Regions from separate parts of the Callithrix jacchus genome. Here region 2 is linked to region 1. A link is a contact called in public Hi-C data. All regions are on one chromosome and are shown on one strand. Each heading gives the region's core, a stretch centred on a gene start, on an enhancer-like site or on the middle of the called end of the contact. The rest is flanking DNA. Distances are from core to core; before and after follow the strand shown.

Region 1 (5,211 bases), core at 1,228-3,727:
CAAAATGATCAGACAAGGTGACATTTGAACAAAGATTTGAAGGAGATAAAGGACTAAGCCATGCCTAGAACATTCTACATAGCAGAAATTGCAAGGGAAAGGCCCTGAGTTTGGAGTGTATTAAGGGAAATGAGGAGGCCAGTGAGGTTGAAATGAAGTGAGGGGAAAGGCGTTATAGGCAAAAAGATCAGGGATGTAGGATGTAGAGAGTGAGAGAATAGATTATTATAAGGCTTTACTGTTTTTACCAGTACTGAGTTTTACTAGGATGGCAGTGGGAGAGTGATAATACACAGTAGCATATCAAGGGCTGAAGTCTGCTCATAAAGAGGCCTGTTAGACCCACTGTCACATGCTTTTTATTCCAATACTTGTTGACATCTTACATTACTAATATTTGCAGAATATAGTTTGGTAAACATTGTTCAAACGTATTAGGTGAGCTGTGTTTTGACAAATATGTAAAATAGTTGTTTTAAATTCATTTGTTTCTTATAGGTTATCACTGTGAATATAAGATGCGGACAGGAAGGAAACCTGATGGCTGTGCTATTTGCTTCAAACATTCCAAATTTTCACTCTTGTCAGTGAACCCAGTGGAATTCTACCGCCCTGATATTTCTCTGTTGGACAGAGACAATGTTGGATTAGTTTTACTCTTACAGCCCAAAATTCCATGTGCTGCCTCTCCTGCGATCTGCGTAGCAAATACGCATCTATTGTATAATCCAAGGCGAGGTGATATTAAGCTGACCCAATTGGCAATGCTACTGGCAGAGATTTCCAGTGTTGCCCACCAGAAAGATGGCAGCTTCTGCCCTATTGTTATGTGTGGTGACTTTAATTCTGTTCCTGGTTCTCCACTATATAGTTTCATAAAGGAAGGAAAATTGAATTATGAAGGACTTGCCATAGGAAAGGTAAGTGCTTGTTTCATTGGTATTAGGAGGTGGACATAGTTGCTCTGCTCATGATTGTGTGAAGTTAGTCATTACACGGCTGTTTGAAAACCTTGGATGATTCAGTACCCTCAGTTTATCAAACTATGATGAATTTCCATGACTTCTTTTTAAATTTTTTTTTTGAGACAGAGTGTCGCTCTGTCGCCCATACTGGAGGCTAGAGAGTATCGTGATCTCAACTCACTGCAACCTCCACCTCCTGGGTTCCAGTGATTCTCTTGCCTTAGCCTCCCGAGAAGCTGGGATTACAAGCACCTGCACCACGCCTGGCTAATTTTTGTATTTTTAGTATCGACGGGGTTTCACCATGTTGGCCAGGCTGGTCTCAAACTCCTTACTTCAAGTGATCCACCCACCTCAGCCTCCCAAAGTACTGGGATTACAGGCGTAAGCCATTGTGCCCGGCCACTTCTGATAAGTAATTATTTTCACTTGGTTGATTTTCATCTTTTTCAACTATCTGTGGCAACGTACTGCTTGGAGGGATTAACAGGCAGCGCCCCCCCCCCCCCACCCCACCAAAAAAAAAAGAGGTATTGCTAGACATGGATACTTAAATAAGTAATTATTCACAAGGTGGCAGTATAGAATTTTGAATGCTGGATGTGGGCAAAATAGTCATTTAACATTTATTATATAAGCTTCCCTTGCATAATAAATATTTTATTTAGCTTAGCACAATTTATCTCATGTAATTATTTTTATTGTGCTTTCCTCTCCTTACTTTAGATTATTTGATCTTTAGTATATTTGCCAAAATAAGCTCTCCACCAGTGGAGTTTTGAGTGATAGTTTAAAATATTATAAGAGCTGATCTCTCTTAGTACAGGTGTACCTTGTTTTATTGTGCTTTGCTTTATCAAGCTTCACTGCATTTTACAAAATGGAGGCTTTGTATCAACCCTGCCTTAAGCAGCTCTGTCGGCGCCATTTTTCCAACAGCATGTGCTCAGTTCCTGTCTCTGTCACATTTTGGTAACTCTTGCATTACTCAAACATTTTCATTATTATTATATCTGTTATGTTGATCTAGGATTAGTAATCTTTGATAGTACTGTTATAATGGCTTTGGGGTGTTATGACCTGTACCCATGTAAAATGATGAACTTAATCGATAAATGTGTTCTGACTGCTCCACTAATCATCTCTCTCCCTCTACCTGGGCCTCTGTATTCCCTGAAGCACAACAATATTGAAACTAGGCCAAGTAATAGCCCTGCAGCGCTAAGTGTTCAAGTAAACAGTAAGAGTCACATGTCTCACTTTGAATCAAAAGCTAGAAATGATTAAATTTAGAAGGAAGGCATTTTGAAAGCCAAGACAGGCCAAAAGCTAGGCCTCTAGCACCAAACAGCAAAGTTGCGAATGCAAAGGAAATGTTCTTGAAGAAAATTGAAAGTGCTGCTCCAGTGTGTGAAGGCATAAGAAAGTCAAACAGCCTTATTGCCGATATGGGGAAAGTGCGAGTGTTCTGGATAGAAGGTCAAAGCAGCCACAGCGTCCCCTTCAGTCAAAGCCTAGTCCAGAGCAAGGCCCTACATCTCTTCGATTTTATGAAGACAGAGAGATGAGGAAGCGGCAGGAGACAAGTTAGAAATTAATAGAGGTTAGTTTGTGAGGCTGAAGGAATGAAGCCATCTCCATAACATAACAAGTACAGGGAGAGCAACAAGTGCTGCCGCTGTTACAGCTGCAGTAGACTGTCCAGAATGCCGAGAAGATCTAGCTAAGATCAGTGATGAAGGTTGCTAAAACTAAACAATACTTTTTTTTTCTTCTTTTTTTAAGATAGGTTCTTGCTCTGTTTCCCAGGCTGTAGTGCAGTGACATGATCTCAGTTCACTACAACCTTACCTCCTGGGTTCAAACGATTCTGCCTCAGCCTCCCAAGTATCTGGGATTATAGGTGTGTGCCTCCTTGCTGGGCTAATTTTAAAATATTTTTTGGTAGAGATAGGGTTTCACCATGTTGCCCAGGCTGGTCTCGAACTCCCGGGCTTAAGCAATCCTCCTGCCTCTCAAAGTGCTGGGATTACAGGCATGAGCCACTACACCTGGCCAAAAATAGATTTTTAATTTGGATGAAACCACTTTCTATTGCAAGGAGATGTCATCTAGGACTTTCATAGCTAGAAAGAAGTCAGTGCCTGGTTTCAAAGGACAGGCTGACCTTCGTTAGGAGCTAATGTAGGTTGTTACTTTAAAGTCAGCATTTGTTGACCATTCTGAAAATCCTAGGGCACTTAAAAATTATGTTAAATCTACTCTGCCTCTGCTCTGTCAATGGAAAAACAAAGCTTGGGGATGACCATGCATCTGTTAATGGCGCAGAATATTTTAAGCACACTGTTGAGACTACTACTCAGGAAAACAGATTCTTTTCCAAAGATTAGTGTTTATTGACAAGGCACCTAGGTTACCCAGGAGCTCTGATGAAGATGTACAAGGAAATGAATATTGTTTCATGCCTGCTAACACAGCATCTATTCTGCAGCCTATTGAATCAAGGAGTAAGTTTGTACTTACAGGTCCCCTTACTTAAGAGATACACTTCATAGGCTATAGCTGCCATAGAAGTGATTTCTCTGATGGATCTGGGGAAAGTAAATTGAAAACCTGGAGAGGATTCAGCATCCTAAGTGCTATTCAAAACAATTTGTGATTCGTGGGAGGAGGTCAAAATATCGCCATTTAAAGGAGTTTGGAAGAAGTAAATTCCAGCCTTCATGGATGACTTTTAGAGGTTCAAGACTTCAGTGGAGAAAGCAACTGTAGATGTGGTAGAAACAGCAAGAGAACCAGAATTAGAAGTGGAGCCTAAAGAAGTAGCTGAATTGCTTCACTCTCATGATAAAACCTAAATAGGTAAGGAGTTGCTTCTTAGAGACGAGCAAAGTATTTTCTTGAGATGGAATCTACTTCTGATGAAGATGCTATGAACGTTGCTGAAATGACAACAAATGATTTTAAATGTTACATAAATTTAGTTGATAAAACATTGGCAAGGTTTCTGACTTTGAAAAAAAGTTCTACTGTGTATAAAGTGCTGTCAAACAGCATCACATGCTACAGAAAAATCTTTTATGAAAGGAAGCATCAATGGCTGCTGTAAATTTTATTATTGTCTTATTTTAAGAAATTGCCACAGCCAACCCTCAACCTTCCAGCAGCCATCATACTGATCAGCCGGTAGCCATTAATATCTAGTCAAGACCCTCCACCCATAAAAAGATGATGACTAACTGAAGGCTCAGATGATTGTTAGCATATTTAACAATAAAGTATTTTTAAATTAAGGTATGTATTTTCTTAGGCATAATGCTATTGCGTATTTAGTTAACTACAGTATAGTATAAACACAACTTTTATATGCACTGGGAAACCGAAGAAATTATGTGACTTGCTTTATTGAGATACTTTATTGTGGTGGCCTGCAACCAAACTGCAGTGTCTCTGAGTATGCCTGTATTTGATACAGTAAGAACTGTATTACAGGTAGTAAAAATGAATGGGCAGTATTAGTCCAAAGCGATAGATCATTTGTATGTCCAAATTAGAGAAAAACATGCATGGGAAAAAGATTGTCATTTTATGTAAATGATAATTGTATTTGAAGAAAAGAAGATTTTATGAAGTCAAATAATCACTTAATAAAATGAATAAAGGGTAATATTTACCACTTTTGGATTACCTTTTATTTAAGACATAAACTTTTCAATTTATAAGCTATTTAAAATCTATTCACTTAAGACACCTGTTGAAATTTTGTTTAGGTATCTGGCCAGGAACAGTCTTCACGGGGACAAAGAATTTTATCTATTCCAATTTGGCCCCCAAACCTAGGTATCTCACAGAACTGTGTGTATGAGGTACAGCAGGTACCAAAAGTAGAAAAGACAGGTAAGTGTTTGTAATACATTTTGGCAGTCTGCTGGGTAATCATGTTCCCTTTGAAGACATAAAACTAAGTTTTTAAAAAGACAGAATCTCAGGGATGAATATTCATATATAAAAATACATAGTTATTCATTCTTTTTCTTAAGACCTCTAAATTTACCTTTTTAAAGTTGAACTTCCAGAATTATCTGTGCATGATTTACTTGCATGTTGCTTTGGAATTGTTTGCATTTTATTTTTCCTAATTATGGAGTCCATCGAAATATATAGATTCCAGAATGAAACATGTAACTAGGCATCTTTCTAACCTAGATAAGTCTTAAATATTGTTTCTAGAGTAAGATGATGCTAC
Region 2 (5,211 bases), core at 730-3,229, 300 kb after region 1:
GGGGGCCCTCTGACGGAATTGAATAAATTAGATGGTTAAAGATCTGATTGAGGCCAGATGTGTTGGCTCACGCCTGTAATACCAGCACTTTGGGAGGCCTAGGAGGGAGGATTGATTGAGCCCAGGAGTTTGAGACCAGCTCCAGGCAACATAGTGAGATCCCCATCTCTAAAATATAAAATAAAAATCAGCCAGGTGTGGTGGCAGGTCCAAGGTGGGAGGATCGCTTGAACCCCAGAATACGAGGCTGCAGTGAGCCATGATTATGCCACTGCACTCCAGCCAGGCAACAGAGTGAGACCCTGTCTCAAAAACTAAAAAGAAAATCGGACTGAGAGCCAACTTGGTAAAGTCATCAGAGCCAAAGCATTAGGCAGTCAGTCAACACACATGGAAGGATTGTGCACTGGGGAACTGTGGGGCAAGACACAGATGTAGAGGAAAGGCCTGACTCTCAGAAAACTCAGGACAGACACAAATAAAAACTCCAAAGAAGCCCCAGACCCAGACCTCTACAAACTGACTTGTTAAGCTTTTGACCAATCACAGGGGAAGCAAGGGCTCCACATCATATGAGCCTGGGTCAAGGCCAAGGTGCTGGGCCAGGTTCTTCTCTGCTCAAGCAGGCTTTGTGTGGAACACACTCTCTCTTTGGGACACAAAACAAGCACCACGCCCCCTTCCACCCTGGACCCCTCACCGTCTCAGAAGGGGCTCCCTGGCCTAGCAGAGAGCAAAAGGCTACAGCTCTCACCACTCAAAGCTGGGCATCACCACCCCAAAGCAGCGAAGTGGAGGAGAGGACACTTGGTAACTGCACCAGCAGGGCTGCACATGAAGCCAGCGCCCGAGAGAAGGCAGGCGGGAGGCAGAATGGAGCCAGAGCCTGTGGTTTGCGGTGGTCACCGCGGCCAGTCTAATTACCATGCACCAGGCCAGGGCCTGTGCTGGGTGCTCCTGAGCATAGAGATATGCAAGACACGGCCCTTGGGGGTGGGATGTCCTGCGGGAGAAATTAGCCAAAAACACAAGGCGGCCTGCATTGAATGCCATGTGATGGATACACATCCTAAGTGTCAGAGGAAAAGAAATCTTTACTGAGTACTTACTGTGTGTCAAAGCACCTCTCAATGGTTTAGATAGATTTAATTTTTCCAACAGCCCATAAAGTAATAACTAGTTTTATTTCCACTTTATGGATGAGAAAATCGAGGCTCGAAGAGACTTAAAGAACTTTCTTACGTCACAGTTTTTCATGGTAGATCCAGATTTTCAATTCAAAATTCTGCCTCTCCAAGTGCATGTGCGTGCACCGATGCATTAAGTGATGGGAGAGGACTTTGGGAAAGAGAGGTGACACCAGGCACAGGACTCTGGAACTTCGATGGCTGAGTTTTCAAGCAAAGGGATGCTTTTTTTTTTTTAGACATAGTCTCTTTTTGTCGACAGGCTGGAGTGCAGTGGGGCTATCTCATCTTGACTCAGGGCAACCTCCGCCTCCCTGGTTCAAGCGATTCTCCTGCCTCAGCCTCCGCAGTAGCAGGGACTACAGGCCCGCGCCACTACGCTCGGCTAATTTTTTTGTATTTTAGTAAAGACAGGGTTTCACCATCTCGGTCTGGCTGGTCTCGATCTCCTGACCTAGTGATCCGCCCGCCTCTGCCTCCCTAAGTGCTGGGATTACAGGCGTGGGAACCAAGAGCTCATGTTTGATGTTTAGTTGTGTAGTCGTTAAGTCTGAGAGTTGTGATCCTGCTTCATTTGTGCTGTGGGAGGGCAGTGGGCCAGGACTGGCTGGCCGGGCTGGGGAGGAGCCCAGGGAAAGAGGAAGGGAGGGCAGGGGAGGGGAGAAGCAGCTGCCCCCGGGCTGCCTGGGAGTCGCTGGGGAGTCCCAGCCTGCCCTTGGGCCTAGAGCTCCCTGATATGGCATCCACTCTTCGCAGGGCCAGGGGGCGAGGAAGGAGGAGGGAAGAAAGAGGGATCTCGGTGGGGAGTGGGAGAGCGTCCTCCAACAACTAACGCTTGGGTCTTCCGCGGGGCAGCCTCGGAGAGGGTGGCGGCAGGGCCCGGAGTCGCCTGGGTCGCAGCGCCATCTCGTGGCTGCTGGCAGGTCTGCCTTGGGCCCTCTTGCGCACATAGGAATCCGGCGTTCTTCCCGTCAGTGGCAGGTGCCCGCCGGCCCGCAGTGAGTTCCAGGGGGATTTCTCCAACGTCAGGGAGCCAGGAGGGGAAGGGGTCACGGGTGCTGGAACCAGATTTGCCTGGGTCTGTGCTCCTGGGTAAGGACTGATTGTCAAGAGTGGGCCTCCACTTCTACCCCAGACCCTGCCCTGCAGGCCTTGTCCTTTTGCTGGGAGCCCCCCACCGTTCTCCCCTGCTCTCTCCCGGCCTCTCAAAGGATAGCATAATGGAAGAAATCATCCTTAGAGTATGCAGGCCAGAACCCTGCCCCGTTGCTTATGAGCTGTTGTCCCCACACCTCTTTGGGCATCAATGGTCTCATCTGTTAAAGGGCATAATAACACCAGGAGGAGAATATTTATAAAGCCTCTAGCACAGTGCGTTGAAGTAGTAGGAACGTAATCCATCATTGATGGCGACGTCATCATCAGTGGTTACGACAGATCTCAGTGTTGCAGAAGCTCATGCTTAGCAGATGGTAGGTGTTCTGGAATATCCAAACCTCACAGTGAGGCCGTCTTAGCTCCAGCCCAAGAATGGGACAGTCGTAGTGCTAGATGTTTGCCTATTTCCATAGATGTTAACTGTCTGGCTGGTCTTGCAAACCTAGTAAAAATAGCTGTCTATTCTACCATCAGCCCAGGAGAATGCTCCTGTGTCCTAGTGACTCCTGCTCCCACTTTTGCCTATAGGAAGCCCTCTTGGAACAAAAATGTCTCACTTCTGGGAGGCATCCAGGTAGTGAAGGGAGAGGGCAGTGGAGTGGAGTACACAGACTTGGGGCTCCCAAACCGGGGTAGGACCTGGACAGGCCACTAACCTCTCCTAACCCCATGTTTGTCATCTGTAAATCAGGGATATTATTAGACTTCCCACCTCTTTGGGCTTTCATGGAATTAAATGAGCGTATTCCTGTAAAACACTTAGCATGGTGGTTTGAGTTCATCAACATCACCTGAGAATTTATTAAAATATGAGTTGCTGGCCCCACCTCAAGGTTCTGAATCAGTAGGACTCTGGTGTGGCTCAATAATTTGTGTTTCCAATTTGCATCTCGGGGGATGTTGGTGCAGTCTGTCCAGGAATCAGACTTGAGGACTAACCTAGCACATACTAGACCTTTAATGAATTTTTATTTTCATTCCCCACACACCCAGGTACAAATCGAAAGAGAATATGAGAACATATGGGAAAATATAACCCAAATCCAGTCAAGTAAAAGTATAACACTCACATCTAGCCAGACATAAGAACAGTTCCATTTAACAAAAGTTAGTTGAATGCCTTTTCTATTTCTTCCCTATGCTTTGTTGGGTAGGGATTCACTCACATGCCTGGTCTCTTTCGACGCTCATAACGATCTTGTGAAGTGCATCATGATCTCCATTAAGAGGTGAGTGACTTGCTTACAGATACAAAGCTCCGGAAGGCAGAGCATAGCCTCAGTTGGAATCCGCTGACCCTGGCTGGGTCCTTTGGAGTACGTCTCAGACACCTCAGCCTGCTCATGGAGGCCGGCTGGGCTTATGTCAGTCTGCTTCAGCCGCTGTCTTCTGAGATTTTCTGTCTTGACTGAATTTCCTGGCCAAGCTCACTCTCTTAACCAGCTCACACTGCTCTGGGGTCAAGTGTGGGTTGGTTTATCCTTGCCAGGCTCACTGGCTCTCATTTCTCATCCACTGAACACTTGGTCCTTTCAGAGCATGGCTCCCAGCAGAAGAACGAGGCCATCAGGGCCTGGGGTAGACTAGAGGCTCATCCTTGACAATCAGTCCTTACCCAGGCCCTCTAGGTCTCAGGAGGAGTCCCCTTCTCCCCCCTCCTGGGCATCTGAGGGGCCTCAGTATCGAGTCACTTGGAGTCGTGGGAGGAGCCGCCATCCTTCCCTACTCAGCGCCTCCTTTGCCTCTCCTGAGTGGGGTGAAGGAAGGAAAGAGCACTAAACCCAGTGGACTCTGGAATGTCAGGGTTCTCTCCTCCAGTTTCCTCCTCCAGAGCCCAGATGGTTTGGGTTTTTATGGTTGGTGGAATGAACATGGCCTTAAGAGCAAAACCTGATTTGAACCAACATCAGGTCTCTGCCACCAAAATACCGGGTGGTCATTAGGAAGTCTCTTAATTTCTTTGTGTTAGTTTCCTCATCAGCAAAAATAGGCACAGGAAGACTTGCCTTTCAAAACTACTGTTTGGCTTGAGTGACATCTCTGTGTTAAAGTTGCTGGCAGCTAATGAGCAGTGTCTTAGGTCATCCATGCTGCTGTAGCGAAGTACTGGAGACTGGGTGGCTGGGAAGTCCACGATCAAGGTGCTAACAGATTCAGTGTCTGGTGGGAACTGCCTTCTTGCTGTGTCCTCATATGGCAGAAAGGGTGAGAGGTCCCTCTTGGGCCTGTTTTATAGGACACTGGTTCCATTCAAGAGTGCTCCACCATAATCACCTCCCAGTGGCCTGTGACTGGGAGGTGATCACCTCAAACAGGCCTCATCTAATACCATTATGCTGGGGTTAGGATCTCAACATACGAGTGGTTGGTGCAGGGGGCAGGGAGGGCACAAACACTCAGACCAGAACAAATACCAAATAACTCCATTTTCCTCCATTTGGTATTCACTAAGCACCTACTGTGAGCCTCTCCATGGGGGTACACAGGTGAGTGAGTCAAAATCCTTGCCTGCTGGGAGCTTCCACCCCATACACTACCCTACATAGACAATGTGGCAGGCTTGAGACCAGACCTCAGTGGGGGAGTTGGGTGTAGGAGGCAAGGCTGCTGGTCGGGGATGGGTGCTCAGGGTGTGAACTCTGCAGCCAGGGCGACTGAAGCGTGCTCTATGCCTGCTGGGCTTGAATACAGCTAACGGTTTTCACGGCTTTGCCTTGGAGGCACAGAGAGCCCTTTGAATCACAGAAGCCTCCTCCACTCAGCAGCCTCTGCTCTGGCATCCTTTGTTACATGTCCATTCTCTCATTCGTTCGTTCATTCATTCATTCATTCATTCATTCCACAGAAAGTGTGCTGGACCTTGGAA

Evidence for each region. Hi-C and Micro-C count contacts between places; a contact is called where the count stands out from the background.
Region 2: a Hi-C map of induced pluripotent stem cells shows a contact between it and region 1, with 2.8 times the contacts expected there. The contact joins two enhancer-like sites. A contact is called at or near these places in 2 of 3 Hi-C or Micro-C datasets (induced pluripotent stem cells and skeletal muscle).

The regions. Positions count from the first base shown.
Region 1 is chr19:16,129,219-16,134,429 of calJac240_pri, forward strand. ANGEL2 (angel homolog 2) reads left to right here. Exons shown (of 8, transcript XM_078356600.1): 4 at 499-920; 5 at 4,736-4,862. Among named protein-coding and RNA genes, the nearest start is that of ANGEL2, 12 kb to the left of the region's middle. Within about 2 kb of position 2,478, at least 2 of the 16 cell types and tissues checked have an H3K27ac peak or open chromatin away from gene starts, as enhancers often do.
Region 2 is chr19:16,429,467-16,434,677 of calJac240_pri, forward strand. No RefSeq gene overlaps it. Among named protein-coding and RNA genes, the nearest start is that of GARIN4, 30 kb to the right of the region's middle. Within about 2 kb of position 1,980, at least 12 of the 16 cell types and tissues checked have an H3K27ac peak or open chromatin away from gene starts, as enhancers often do.